Linked DNA regions of Ovis aries: region 1 is linked to region 2. A link is a contact called in public Hi-C data. All regions are on one chromosome and are shown on one strand. Each heading gives the region's core, a stretch centred on a gene start, on an enhancer-like site or on the middle of the called end of the contact. The rest is flanking DNA. Distances are from core to core; before and after follow the strand shown.

Region 1 (6,342 bases), core at 926-3,425, 74 kb before region 2:
CTCCGCCGCATGTGGGATCTTAGTTTTCCGATCAGGGATGGGACCCACGTCTCCTGCATTGCAAGGCGAATTCATAATCACTGGACCACCAGGGAAGTCCCTTAGTTCACATTTTGAGGTTCCAAGTGGACATGAGGTTTTGGTGGATACTGTTGAATCCACTGCAGGTCCCATCGGCTTTGGTTCCATCAAGACTGCGTCAGGGGACTTCCCTGGTGGTCCAGTGGTTAAGGCTTCACTTCCCACTGGAGGGAGTGTGAGTTCGAGCCTTGCTTGGTGAGCTATGATCCCACATGCCTGGGGGCCCAAAAGCCAAGACATGAAACAGAAATAATATTGTAATAAATTCAGTAAAGACTTTAAAAATAGTCTGCATCAGAAAACATCTTAAAACAATATTGTATTAGAAGCCCCTCTTCTGTCATGACTCTTGTTTTTCATTATGGGAATGACTTTTTATGTTCATACCCCCAAACTAGACAAAATTTCATGGGGCAGGGCTGCATTGGTCCATGGTCCCCCCCTACCTTCAGTGCTTGGCACAGGACTGGCCCATGATAAGCACTGAGTGAATGGATGCGTGATGGATGGGTGGTCATATGGACTGAATGTGATAGTATCAGGAGGTGAATTGTGGGCAGGTGATCAGTTTTAGCCGAGGTCACGAGGGTGAAGCCCCCGTGGTGGGATAAGTGCTCTTGAAAAGAGAGGAACAGGGAATTCCCTGGCAGTCTGGTGATTGGGACTCCATGCTTTCACTGCCAAGGGCTTTAGCTCAGTCCCTGGTTGGAGAACTAAGAGTCCACAGGCTGTGTGGCATGGCTAAAAATAAAAAGAGAGAGAGAGAGAGGAAGAGACACCCGCACTCCCTCTCTCTGCCATGTGGGGATACAGGGAGAGGCTAGCCATCTGTAAGCAAGGAAGCAGGCTCTCACCAGAGATCAAATTGGCCAACACCTTGATTTTCGACCCCCAGCTCCAGAACTCTGAGAAAATAAATGTCTTTTGTTTAAGCCACCCTATGGCATTTCATGATAGCAACACTAAGGTAGTGGGTATGCCTGATCCATCCCATCTGATGCCCACAAACTCCTAGGATCATCCTCCTGTCTCCTTTTCCCCCATGTTCCTCCTGGGGGCTGGGGTGCTCACCACGGTGACCAGATGGTTGAAAAATGGGCTGATTTTCCAGCCAAGGTCACTTGCTCTGGAGCCCAGGTTCCTCCCCTACTCCTTGGCTTTGGGGGGACTTCAAGGAAGCCAGGCACGTGAGCAGGACCTGAGTGACCTCTGGTTGGATGTACAGCAGGTGATAGGCTGTGTTTTTTCCGTGGGGACGGTTCCCTAATAGATATCTCAGTGCCGGGTGGTCCTGTCCCCATGTCACTGTCACCACGCAGGCTGAATTCATCAATGTTGGGATCAGTGTTTTCACATCTTACCCTGCTTGGGTCTCTCAGCACTCAGGTGGTCACTGAGAGGGAAGAACATGGATAGTTTTTGAGTCAGAGGCTGGAGAGATTTCCTCCTGGAGCAAGTAGAACTGAAAAAGAGGGAAGAAAAGCCCTTTCATAAAACTGCCAGAATTTCCCTGGAAGGATGTGAAAGATTCAGACAAAAATCATTTCTTCTCCTCTCTGCAATTTCTCAGGGTGAAACTAGTGGACAAAGACACGGGAGGGAAAAGATCATGGGGTCAGCCTGGAGCTCTGCTTGGCTCGCTGCCTTTGTAGATCACTGGGCTTGGTAGCCAGTTTGTGGCAGGGAAAACCCGGCAGTGTCTCTGGGGGTCTGTGGTGCCTCCTCCCTCCTGGGTGTACTTTCAGGTCCTTCCAGAGCACAGGGACCCTAGTTGTGCTGGGTGCTTCTCCCCTTCCCCTCACCATTTTGCTGCCTGTGGTCCCCTTTGTCCCAAGCTGAGGTCTGGGGCAGGGGTGACCCCCTCTCTCACTGAAGCCCAACAGAGTTGGGGTTTCTGTTGCCTGCCAACAAAGAATCTGGTCCCAGAGAGTCATCATGCTTTGTCTAATCGTTTTCTATCAGAAAGCAGCAATGAGTCTTGGTTAAAGTCTCCAAATCAAACTGTGTTGCCCATTTCAGCTATGGAAATGGGGAACCAACCACTTGCTTCTTGCAGCGTGGAACAGCCTCGGCCACTAGGTGGCAGTGTTGCAGCGCACGAGACCCCTGTTGCTGCAGAGGCGACCTGTGGCAGGAGAGAGGAGCCCTGGGTCAGGGACACCGATGTGGGGCGGGCCGGGAAGCCAGTGTCCTGGGTTGGGTGCAGGGAGCTACCTCCTCCTTCAGCAATGCTGTCCTCTGTGTTCCTTCATTTCCGGGATGACTGCCCAACACAAAATAAACTCAGAATTAAATTTGAGAAAAAGAGGATTGAGGGATTTTTGGTTTTGTTTTTCCCAAGACTCCCCAGGGTTGTTTTGGTTTTACCTATGACAGGGGTTCATGGCACAACCCCTGGGGCCAGTGTGGGGAGGAAGTTTCTTTCTTACTTTTTAAAATGAAGACTTTATTTTTAAGAGCAGTGTAGGTTCACAGTGAAGTTAAGAGGTATAGAGATTTCCCATACACTCCCTGTGCCCCCCCAACCCCAACCACCCTCGGCGAGGCAAAGGTCCCTCTGCACTTCACTCCCCTCACCACTCACCAGAGGAGGTTTCTATTTCTTTCTTTGTGTTCTCTGTGGGTTTTATTCTGGGTCATAGGATCAGTCAGAAGCAATAATGGAGCCCTTCTTTGCTTTGGTGAAGGGAGGTGACTGAGTCTGAGCAGCAGCTGTCATGGGATCAAACAGAGGAGAAATGTTTTGGGAGCCAGTGGAGAATAGCAGTTGGAGCCTGGACTCTGGAGCCCAATCCTGGCTCCACCCCTCTCATGCTGTGTGACTTTAGGCATGTTTCTTGACCTCTCTGTGCCTTCATTTTTTCAATCAATAAAATGGACATAATTATATTACTTATATAATTGTATAAATAATAATGATAGCAATCTGAAAATAATATCCTATCTCATAGGATCAGGTAAAGAGGTGATATAAATAAAGCAGAATGGTGACTGGCACATAGTAGGCACTTCCTAGTTCCTAGTTATTGCTACTGTTTTAAAAAATATTTTATTTGTTTATTTATTTGACTCTGTTGTATCTTGGTTGCTGATTGCAGGCTTCTCTTTAGATGTGGCCAGAGGGCTTAGTTGCCCCACAGTATGTGAGAACTTAATACCCTGACCAGGGATCAAAGTCACGTCCCCTGAATTGGAAAGCAGATTCTTAACCACTGAAGCACCAGGGAAGACCCTATAACTACTATTATTTTATTCACTGGATCCTACTGATGATACATTTGTGATGATTCCCAATCAATATTGATGTCTTCTTTCTCAAATTTGGCGGCACACATAACTCATATCAGGCAAGTTAACAATACAACTTTTACCTTCTTTTATTATCAGGTTTTTAAGTGTAGATATCTTCTCTTTTCAGTTACAATTTTTAGTTCCCCCAAGGCAGGCTGTGTCCTCTGCTTGTCTATTCTGGTCACAACTCTGCACTTCCTGCATCTTAGGGTACCTTGACTTACCTGATTAACTGGAGAAATTAATTCAGACAGAAAATACTCTTACTTTTTTATCCTTTTGGCTGTGCTGCAAGGCATGTGGGATCTTATTAATAGTTTCCTGACCAGGCCCCTGTAGAGGAAGCAGAGTCTTAACCACTGGACTGCCAGGGAAGTCCCCCTCTTATTTATTTTTGTGGTAGGCAAAAATAAATTTTCAAGCAGTTGAATAGCCTAAAGAATTGTAGCAGGGATGTTGAAGGCGTCTGAGCTCATGCTGTTTAAACTCTTAAGCCTTAAACAACAGTCTTAAAGATTTCCTAAAGTAGATTTTCTAGGCAACGACTACAAAGACTACAGTAGTTGCCCAACTACAACTGGGCAATCTTTGTTTCCCTTCCTGTAGTTACTTCACGTGTTCATTTTTGGCATATAGCACTGTGAGCTTTTGACAAATATATAGAGTCATGTAACCAACGCAACAGTCAGGATACAGAACAGTTCCATCACCCCATTCCTAATCCTTTGTTTTGAGTTTTTGCAGTGAAATAGTTAAATCTCAGCCTCTGATCCCTGGCAATCACTGCTCTGTCCCTCATGCCTCCAGTTCTGATTTTACTAGACTGTCACACATATGGAATCGTATAGTAGGTAGCTTTTCGAGGCTGCCTTCTTTTTGGCAGCAAAATGCATTTGAGATTTATCCATATTGTGTGGATATCCATCATTTGCTTTATTGGATAGATGGAAACAACTATCCATCAAGTTGTTTCCCCTTCAGTGGCTACACCACCAGATATTTATCCCTTCACCCACTGAAGGATGTTTGTGAAGTTGCATGTGGATGACGTTGTTTAAATGCTGATTCCGGCCAGACCTGAAGGTAGCCTCTCTCTCCAACCATGGCTGCCATTAAATCCCCATTTTGTTCAGACTTGCGTGGTGTGGGTTTTCTCTGAATTGAAGGAATCATTTTTGTTATCAACAAAGGCCAGAAGATGAGAAGGGCTAGTCTGAACTAGTGAGAAGTGCAAAGCAAGGACACTCCACATATGACATTCTGAGTAATGCAGTCACACAATAACAAATCACGTTATTGAGTTTCCTTGAGGTGTGTCCCTGATGGGCAGCAGGAAGTGACACCTTCTTTGTAAAATGCATCTTGGGGGATGAAGTGACTTGTTTTGGTGCATAAATTGAGCTGATGGAAGACGTGGGACTCCAGCCCAGGTGTCTTCTGCCTTTTGTAAGCCTCAGCTGCCTCCCCTATCAGAGAGTGGCAGAGCTGTCAGGGTTACTTAGTGAATTTCCCTCTCTTATTTAAACAATCTCCAAGGTGTCCAATTTAGAATAAATATAAATGGAAATAAGAACAAGGTCATCAACATTTCCTACTGTTTTAACAGCTGACGGTGCCTATAGGAGGTCAAAATTACTGTCACTAAGATCTATATAATCCGTTTAATAACACTCTTTCTACATCTGGTGCCCTGTGGAAACCTCTCACGTTGGCTTAACAGCTCTTCGCTTTGTTTCTCTGACTGCCTGTATTTCCTTGCTAATGAAAGCACAGTTACCTTAAGGAAGAGATGTGAACTTTTGTTCCAACTTGTGCGTACGGACAGGATCACAGCTGTCCAGGTTGTTAGCCTATACAGTGTCGTATTAGTTAGGTGTCATTAGCTGCTGTAATAAATAAAACCCTAGCAGCGGTTTAACACGTTGTTAAGATTTGTTCTTGGTCCCATCCAATGTGGGTGCCATATTTGGCAGGTGGCTCTCCTCCAGGTGGAGACTTAGGGGTCCAGGCTCCCTTCCAGCTTCTGGCTGCTCTGCCATGACCTAGAGTCTCGGGGTCCCCTGCTTCTCACTGGTTGAAGATAAAAGATACCAATTTTGGCTTCAAAGCAGGGCAGGCTCTTATTTCATCGGTCAGAACTAGTCACATGGCCATGCCAGGGGGACAGGAGAGGCTGGGAAGTCCCTGACTGAGCAGTCATATGCAATACAGTGGATAGAAAGTTTCTGCTGTTTTGTTTGTTTGATTTGAGTGAAGAATGGTAAATCCCTCCTCTCTTTTAGGGCACACAGGGTGGAACAAGTGCAGGGCGCAGGGATGTGCTACCCGGCAGTTGCCAGTGGCCTCGGACAGTAGTTTCTCATGTTGTTTTTTGACAGCCATCCATCTCTCCCACAGACGTGAGGACTTAGTGTCAACATTAGGCTACTCTTCCTTTACCCCACACTCGAACGTCCAATGTCTGTTCAACGCTGTCCTCCCCTGCTTGGCTAGTTTCGGCTTCTTGAAGACAAAGCCTATTCACCCTCACAGTCATGCATGCATTTGGGGAAGACAAAATGGCTCAGGAGAACTTTCAAAGACTGGCAATCATTTTCCATCCCTCTGTATCTTTGATCTCGCTGTCTCTCTCTAAAGTCAGCCAGGTCCAGCCATTTCCACTTGTAGTTCTGTTAGTTATGCTTATTTTTGTCTTTCTATTGGATTGGCCAACATGTTTGAGTTTTTCTGTTAAATCCAAATGAACTTGGCCAACCCAGTATGTACCCCATGCCTCTGCTCCTTGAGTTGATCAAATTTCAACAGCAGCAGCTCATTCTATAAAAGATGAGAATTTAGCTGACACTCCTTACTTTCCTTTCTTAGCAGTTAACATTGTATTTTGCTGAAAGTCACGGACACCCCTGGTCTCCATAGCTTGTCAATGACCATCTTCCTTCTGTGTCTTCACATGGTTGCCCCTCTGTGTGT
Region 2 (5,782 bases), core at 2,898-5,397:
ATTTGTGAACCTGAAATAACAATCCCCATTCATAGTGCTCTCAGGAGATGAAATGTTCAGACAGGTGAAGCACAAGACAGTTTAGGTAAAGCTCCTGGACTTTATGGTCTGACCCATGGGCGTGGCCTCAGGAAATCCTAGTTATTACAATTCAACACAATTTCTGAGCAGTGTCAGGGTGCGTGCAGCTCCTAGTATTGTGCCTCCATGGGTATTTGGAAAGGAGGACAGTATTGTCCATGATGGTTTTGACTTCAAAGTTGCAGCCATTTATGCTTTTGAATGGTCATTGGTTCAGTTTCCTCGTGAGCACTTTCCTTGTTGTGAGTTGCTTGGCTAACTCTAACGTTAGTAAGTGCACTTCTCTGAATATTTTGGCTGGTGAGTTTCCAACAACCAGAATGTGTGCATCTTTTGTTGTCCAAGTACTCATCTTCCGTATCTTCTAGGGCTAAGGCAGAACATGACATTTCTCTGTGCTGCCCATACCCACATAAATTTGCCTGTCTTGTGGCAGCTCAAGTTTCCTTGAATGGGAGCATAAGTCCTACCCTCACAGGTGGTATAGGAATTACATGCATTAGTGATGAAAGGTACCAGACAGCCTGGCATATGGAAGGTGCCCAAGATATTTTGGCATTTGTTAGTAAGTCTTTTTCTACAGTATGATGGGGCAGGTGGTAGACGAGCCATTCCCCGGTCTGTACCAAAACCATTGGATACTCACTGGTCTGGACTGAGCTTTGTCCATCTTTGTATTTCCTGGTGCTTCATATATAGCACCTGGATCTCAAGACAGTCTCCTTAATATTAGAGGACTGGGTGGATAATCTTTGGTAGAAAATTGTTTCATGGCATTGATGATTTCAGAGTTCTCAAATCATATCTTCTCAAGCAGACAGAGAGATTTGACTTACATGCAACCACAGCTAGAGACACTCACTGAAGCTTTAATTTGCAAGCTTGGTCATGCAGACATGATCATGCCTAGTTGAATGCCTAGTTGGTTGACCTTAGTCTCTAGTCCCTCCAGAGGTTCAAGTTGATACCATATGACCCAGGGCTCCCAGGTAAACAAAGATGCTCTAATCAGATAGAACACCACAAGGGCTTAGAGGTCACCTCCTAAGAGTTGAGGGCAAAGACTCATCTCTTTGGCCAAAGTTCATCCTTTACTGCACATCCGCTGTGTGGACAACCAAACCATTGAAGTGGATGGCTTAAGTATAAGACACAAACACTTAGATGTGCTCACCGGGCCAGTCTTCTTCTGCCCTACAAGGTAGCAGATGCTGCGGACTGGAGAGACCTAGCAGAACGCGATGGGGAGGCTATGGGTCTCTGCCCTCTCTTGTCTCTGCTGGGTGGAGTCTGGCCTGCAGTCCAGGTGTCTTTCTTGCTTGTCCATAGCTGCTGGATTGTTGCCTGTCATTGGGCCAACAGGGAGGAATGCTCATCTGGACTCCGAGGCTCTTCCCCATCATAGACAAGGTCAAAGTCTCAGGTTACACTGTGTCCTGGACACCTCGAGGGGTGGTGGAGGTTTGGGGGAAAAGCCCCTAGGTGTGTCCAGGGTGGCAATGGTCTAACTCATCTTGGGAACTCCCACTGAACTTGCACAGTGGAGAAGTCATGTCCAAGAGTGAAAGTTCTCCATGGCCTTGACTTGCATTCCTGTTAGCAACATGAAGTCTGCTTGCTTTGTTTGGAACTTTATACTGAATGGTTGAGAGTGAAAGTGTTAGTCACTCAGTCGTGTCCAACTCTTTGCGACCCCATGAACTGTAGCTTGCCAGGCTCCTCTGTCCATGGAATTCTCCAGGCAGGAATACTGGAGTGGGGTTGTCATTCTCTTCTCCAGGGGATCTTGCTGACCCAGGGATTGAAACCGGCTCTTCTGCATTGCAGGCAGATTCTTTACCAAATGAATGATTATGAGTGTATGTAAGAGTCCACATGGAACAAACAGAAAACAACATATATGTGAGCACAGCTGGGTGGATCCTCACAACCTGTAGTGCAGTCAGCACCCAAAAGAAGAAACAAACATTGTCAGTGCTCCAGGAGCCCCCCGGGGGAACCCATCCAGCTGTTTGCTCCAAAGGGTAACAGATGCTAACGTCAGTCTCACAGATGAGTTTAATGGTTGCAAAATTTCTATAAATGAGATTATACAGTGTGTGCTTTTTGACACCTGGCATCTGCCACTCAACCTCCAAATATAGGAGGTTCATCCATGTAGTTTTAAAAAAATTGATTTTAATTTGTTTTAATAAATATTAAGTTGATATCTGTTTGGAGATGTCAATTAGTACACACAAATTTATTCCTAAATTGTTCTAATAAATTCCTAAATTTATTTTTACTTTTGATTGGGGTATAGTTGGTTTGTGGAATCTAAAAAAAAAAAAAGCTACAAATGAATGTATCTACAAAACAGAAATACAGATTTCGATAATAAACTTATGGTTACAAGGGAGTAAAAGGTGGGGGAGATAAATTGGAAGACATACACACGTGTGCTAAGTCACTTCAGTTGTGTCTGACTCTTTGTGACCCTATGAACTGTAGCCCTCCAGATCCTTCTCTGTCCATGGGATTCTCCAGGCCAGAATACTGGAGTCAGTTGCCATGCTCTCCTCCAGGGAATCTTCCTGACTCAGGGATCAAACCCGCATCTCTTACGTCTCCTGCACTGGCAGGCAGGTTCTTTACCACTAGTGCCACCTAAGAAGCCCTGGCACATACACACTACTGTATATAAAATAGATAACTAATAAGGACCTACTGTATGGGACAGGGAACTCTACTCAGTACTCTGTAATGACATATATTGGAAAATAATCTAATAAAAGGGGGGAATATATGTATAACTGATTTACTTTGCTGTACGCCTGAAACTAACACAGCATCCATGTAGTTCTGTGTGGTACTACACTGTTCATTCTTGGTATTTCTGTCTTATTCCATTGGGTGACTGTATATTTTTTTAGTTCTGCTTTTGATGGACAATGTAGGCCGTTTCCTTACTGGGTTTAATATGACAGTGCTGCCGTGAACTTTCTTGTACAGGTCTTTTGGGGAAACAAACGCCAGCATCTCTGTTGCTCATATGCCTCTTGCAATGTAGGCTGCAGTCCATGGGATTGCTAAGAGTTGGACACGACTGAGCGACTTCACTTTCACTTTTCACTTTCATGCATTGGAGAAGGAAATGGCAACCCACTCCAGTGTTCTTGCCTGGAGAATCCCAGGGATGGGGGAGCCTGGTGGGCTGCCGTCTATGGGGTCGCACATTGTCGGACACGACTGAAGCGACTTAGCAGCGGCAGCAGCAGCAGCTATGAGTGAACGTGCTGTAGAGTCTGCAGAAAGTCCTGGAGCACATGAGGAGGTGCCCTTGACAGTGGCGGGTGAGAAATGCCCAGTGAGACTGGCATTCTTTCCCACAGAGCCTCTGCAGCTGGCACAGCCCCTGCAGCCTCTCAGACCCTTCTATTTTATGAGAACCCTTCTTCATCCACCCCCAGGGAAGAACCGGCCCCCAGATCCTATCCATGCCTGCCAGACACATCTGTTTTGTCTCCATCCTGCAGGGCCCCTGAAGAAGAAAGTGATCTGGTTCCTAACACACCAATCAAACAGAAAATTAACATATGTGGCAGAATGCTGGAGCTCCTACTTCGGGGCACTTGTAAAGATAACAAGACACTTAGTTTTTGAAGGAAAGCCATTTACTGGCACTCTTTCTTGCATCTCCCAGAGGAAAGGGGAGATCGTTCTAGCTCCCTGTTTTGACTCTCTGTTTTGAACTAAGATGGTCATATATATATTTTTTTCTACCCGACAGAATTAAGGCAGCAGCCGGTGTGAAAATAACTGCGGTGAGAGTCAGCAGCGAGGACCAGTGGGCAGTCCAGGAAGAAATAGATAACGACAGCATTCAGACCACGGCCACTCTCACATGCGTGGGCCATCACCCGGACACACAGAGCAGGTAAGCGCTGGGATCCTTCAGGTACCTCAGCAGCCATTTGTTGGGGATGGCTGCAGATGCTGATAGCAAAATAATGTGTGTATAAATAAAGCAATGCCTCTGCATTTAATGGGCGATGTGTTCTTTTGAGCTCATCAGTGCAGCTCCGTCCTGCAGCTTCTGAATAGGTCCATTATGGGATGTGATGCTGGCTGAAGGCTTTATCCTTTATGCTCTTTATACATCAATGACCTGATTAGGTTGGCAATCTCAAAAATTACCTGCACTCACATTTGTCATGGTGCAGGGTTTGATAACCATTATTTTTAAATTTTATTATTGTTATTGTTGGCAGCGAAGAACTGAAGAATGAAATGGGTAAAATAGAAATGATTCAAGAGGCAAGTGGGAAAAGTACTTTTTTAATGAGCAAATGTAGGGTGGCTCTAAGCTGTCTAGTAATTGTCTCTTAGTGCTTAAAGGTGGTTGTTTTGCAGATATCACACCTGGGTATTGGCATATGGGCTCAGAATGTGAAGTTAGGTCAACTTCACATCATTGGCGGATCTTCTCCAGCTCAGATACCACCCTTGGGTTTATGGTGCTGAGCTCACCTGGGAGGCAGAGGGAGGTCATTGCTAATAATATTGCATCAGGGCTCCCAACAAGCAGAATGAGCTCAGGCCTGTTGCAATAGCCTTTTCTACGATCTCTTTGCCTGTCTTCTCTTCTCTTTTGACTGAGCAGTGCTGGCTATGCCATACTCCCATTTTTTTTCCCCAAATATTTATCTATTTTTGGCTGGATTATTTTGGCTTAGTTGCAGCCTGAGGGCTTCTCTCTAATTGTGGTGCACAGACTCAGTAGTTGCAATGTGCAGACTTAGTTGCCCTGCAGCCCTGCAGCATGTGGGATCTTAGTTCTCTGACCAGGTATTGAACCTGAGTCCCCTGCATTGCAAGGTGGATTCTTTTTTTGTTTGTTTGTTTGTTTGTTTTTTTTTTTGTAGCAAGGTGGATTCTTAATTACTGGACCACCAGGGGAGTCTTCCTACCCATTTTAAAGCCATTAATAGCTCCCCCTTCAGCCAGGATGAGACCTAACTTCTCAGGTTGGCAAAGAGCCCCTTTCTGATCTCTTACTTACCACCTTCTATCGTCATAACCTGTTCTCTTTTCTTTAGTTCTTGTTTTTGTTTTTTTGGCTTTTTGGCTGTACCGTGGGGCATGTGGGGTCTTAGTTCCCTAAACAGGGATTGAACCCACATGCCCTGCAGTGGAAGTGCAGAGACTTAACCACAGGACTGCCAGAGAAGTCTCTATTTCCTTGTTTTTAAACGCTTTGAGGTCCATGATGTTGGGCACTGAAGGAGCATTTGGTGAATGAATGAGGGGGTCGGTGGTGGGAGCATAAGAAATGGAGAGATTGGGTGGAATTTGCCTTTTCCAGTGGATTTCTAGGCTGAGTGCTGTTTCATCTTGGGCAACCTCAGCCAACCTCAGCTAGAACTCAGTTCTGACTGCTTTTGAAGATCTCTTTCAAAAGGAAAGAGAGACTCAGGTTGAGTGACCAAAAAGCCTTCTATTAAGGGTATTGACCAGGGGATCTGGGTTCTGGGTGCCTCTCACTCCCAAATCAACATTCTGGATATTGTCCTTTACGTCCCTTGGCAGAACTTTAGTCTGAGACCTCAGTTGACCCATGATTTCCCTGGAAATCTCTACTTGCTATCTGAACACCCCTGAATCCTGTGTTGATACATGAAGAGAGCTTAGGATTTACGTATTTGGGCTCAGCTGCAAGTGC

Evidence for each region. A called contact is a pair of places that touch in the nucleus more often than the background predicts.
Region 1: a contact with region 2 is called in a Hi-C map of hypothalamus, with 1.9 times the contacts expected there. The contact joins two enhancer-like sites. A contact is called at or near these places in 3 of 16 Hi-C or Micro-C datasets (blood, hypothalamus and tail adipose tissue).

What each region holds. Positions count from the first base shown.
Region 1 is chr17:50,574,169-50,580,510 of ARS-UI_Ramb_v3.0, reverse strand. All of the region lies in intron 1 of TMEM132B (transmembrane protein 132B), which reads left to right. Among named protein-coding and RNA genes, the nearest start is that of TRNAG-CCC, 73 kb to the left of the region's middle. Within about 2 kb of position 2,175, at least 11 of the 54 cell types and tissues checked have an H3K27ac peak or open chromatin away from gene starts, as enhancers often do. A contact at or near this core is called in hypothalamus, where this site is marked.
Region 2 is chr17:50,502,711-50,508,492 of ARS-UI_Ramb_v3.0, reverse strand. It overlaps TMEM132B (transmembrane protein 132B), which reads left to right. Exons shown (of 11, transcript XM_027980250.3): 5 at 3,851-3,997. Among named protein-coding and RNA genes, the nearest start is that of TRNAG-CCC, 140 kb to the left of the region's middle. Within about 2 kb of position 4,147, at least 6 of the 54 cell types and tissues checked have an H3K27ac peak or open chromatin away from gene starts, as enhancers often do. A contact at or near this core is called in hypothalamus, where this site is marked.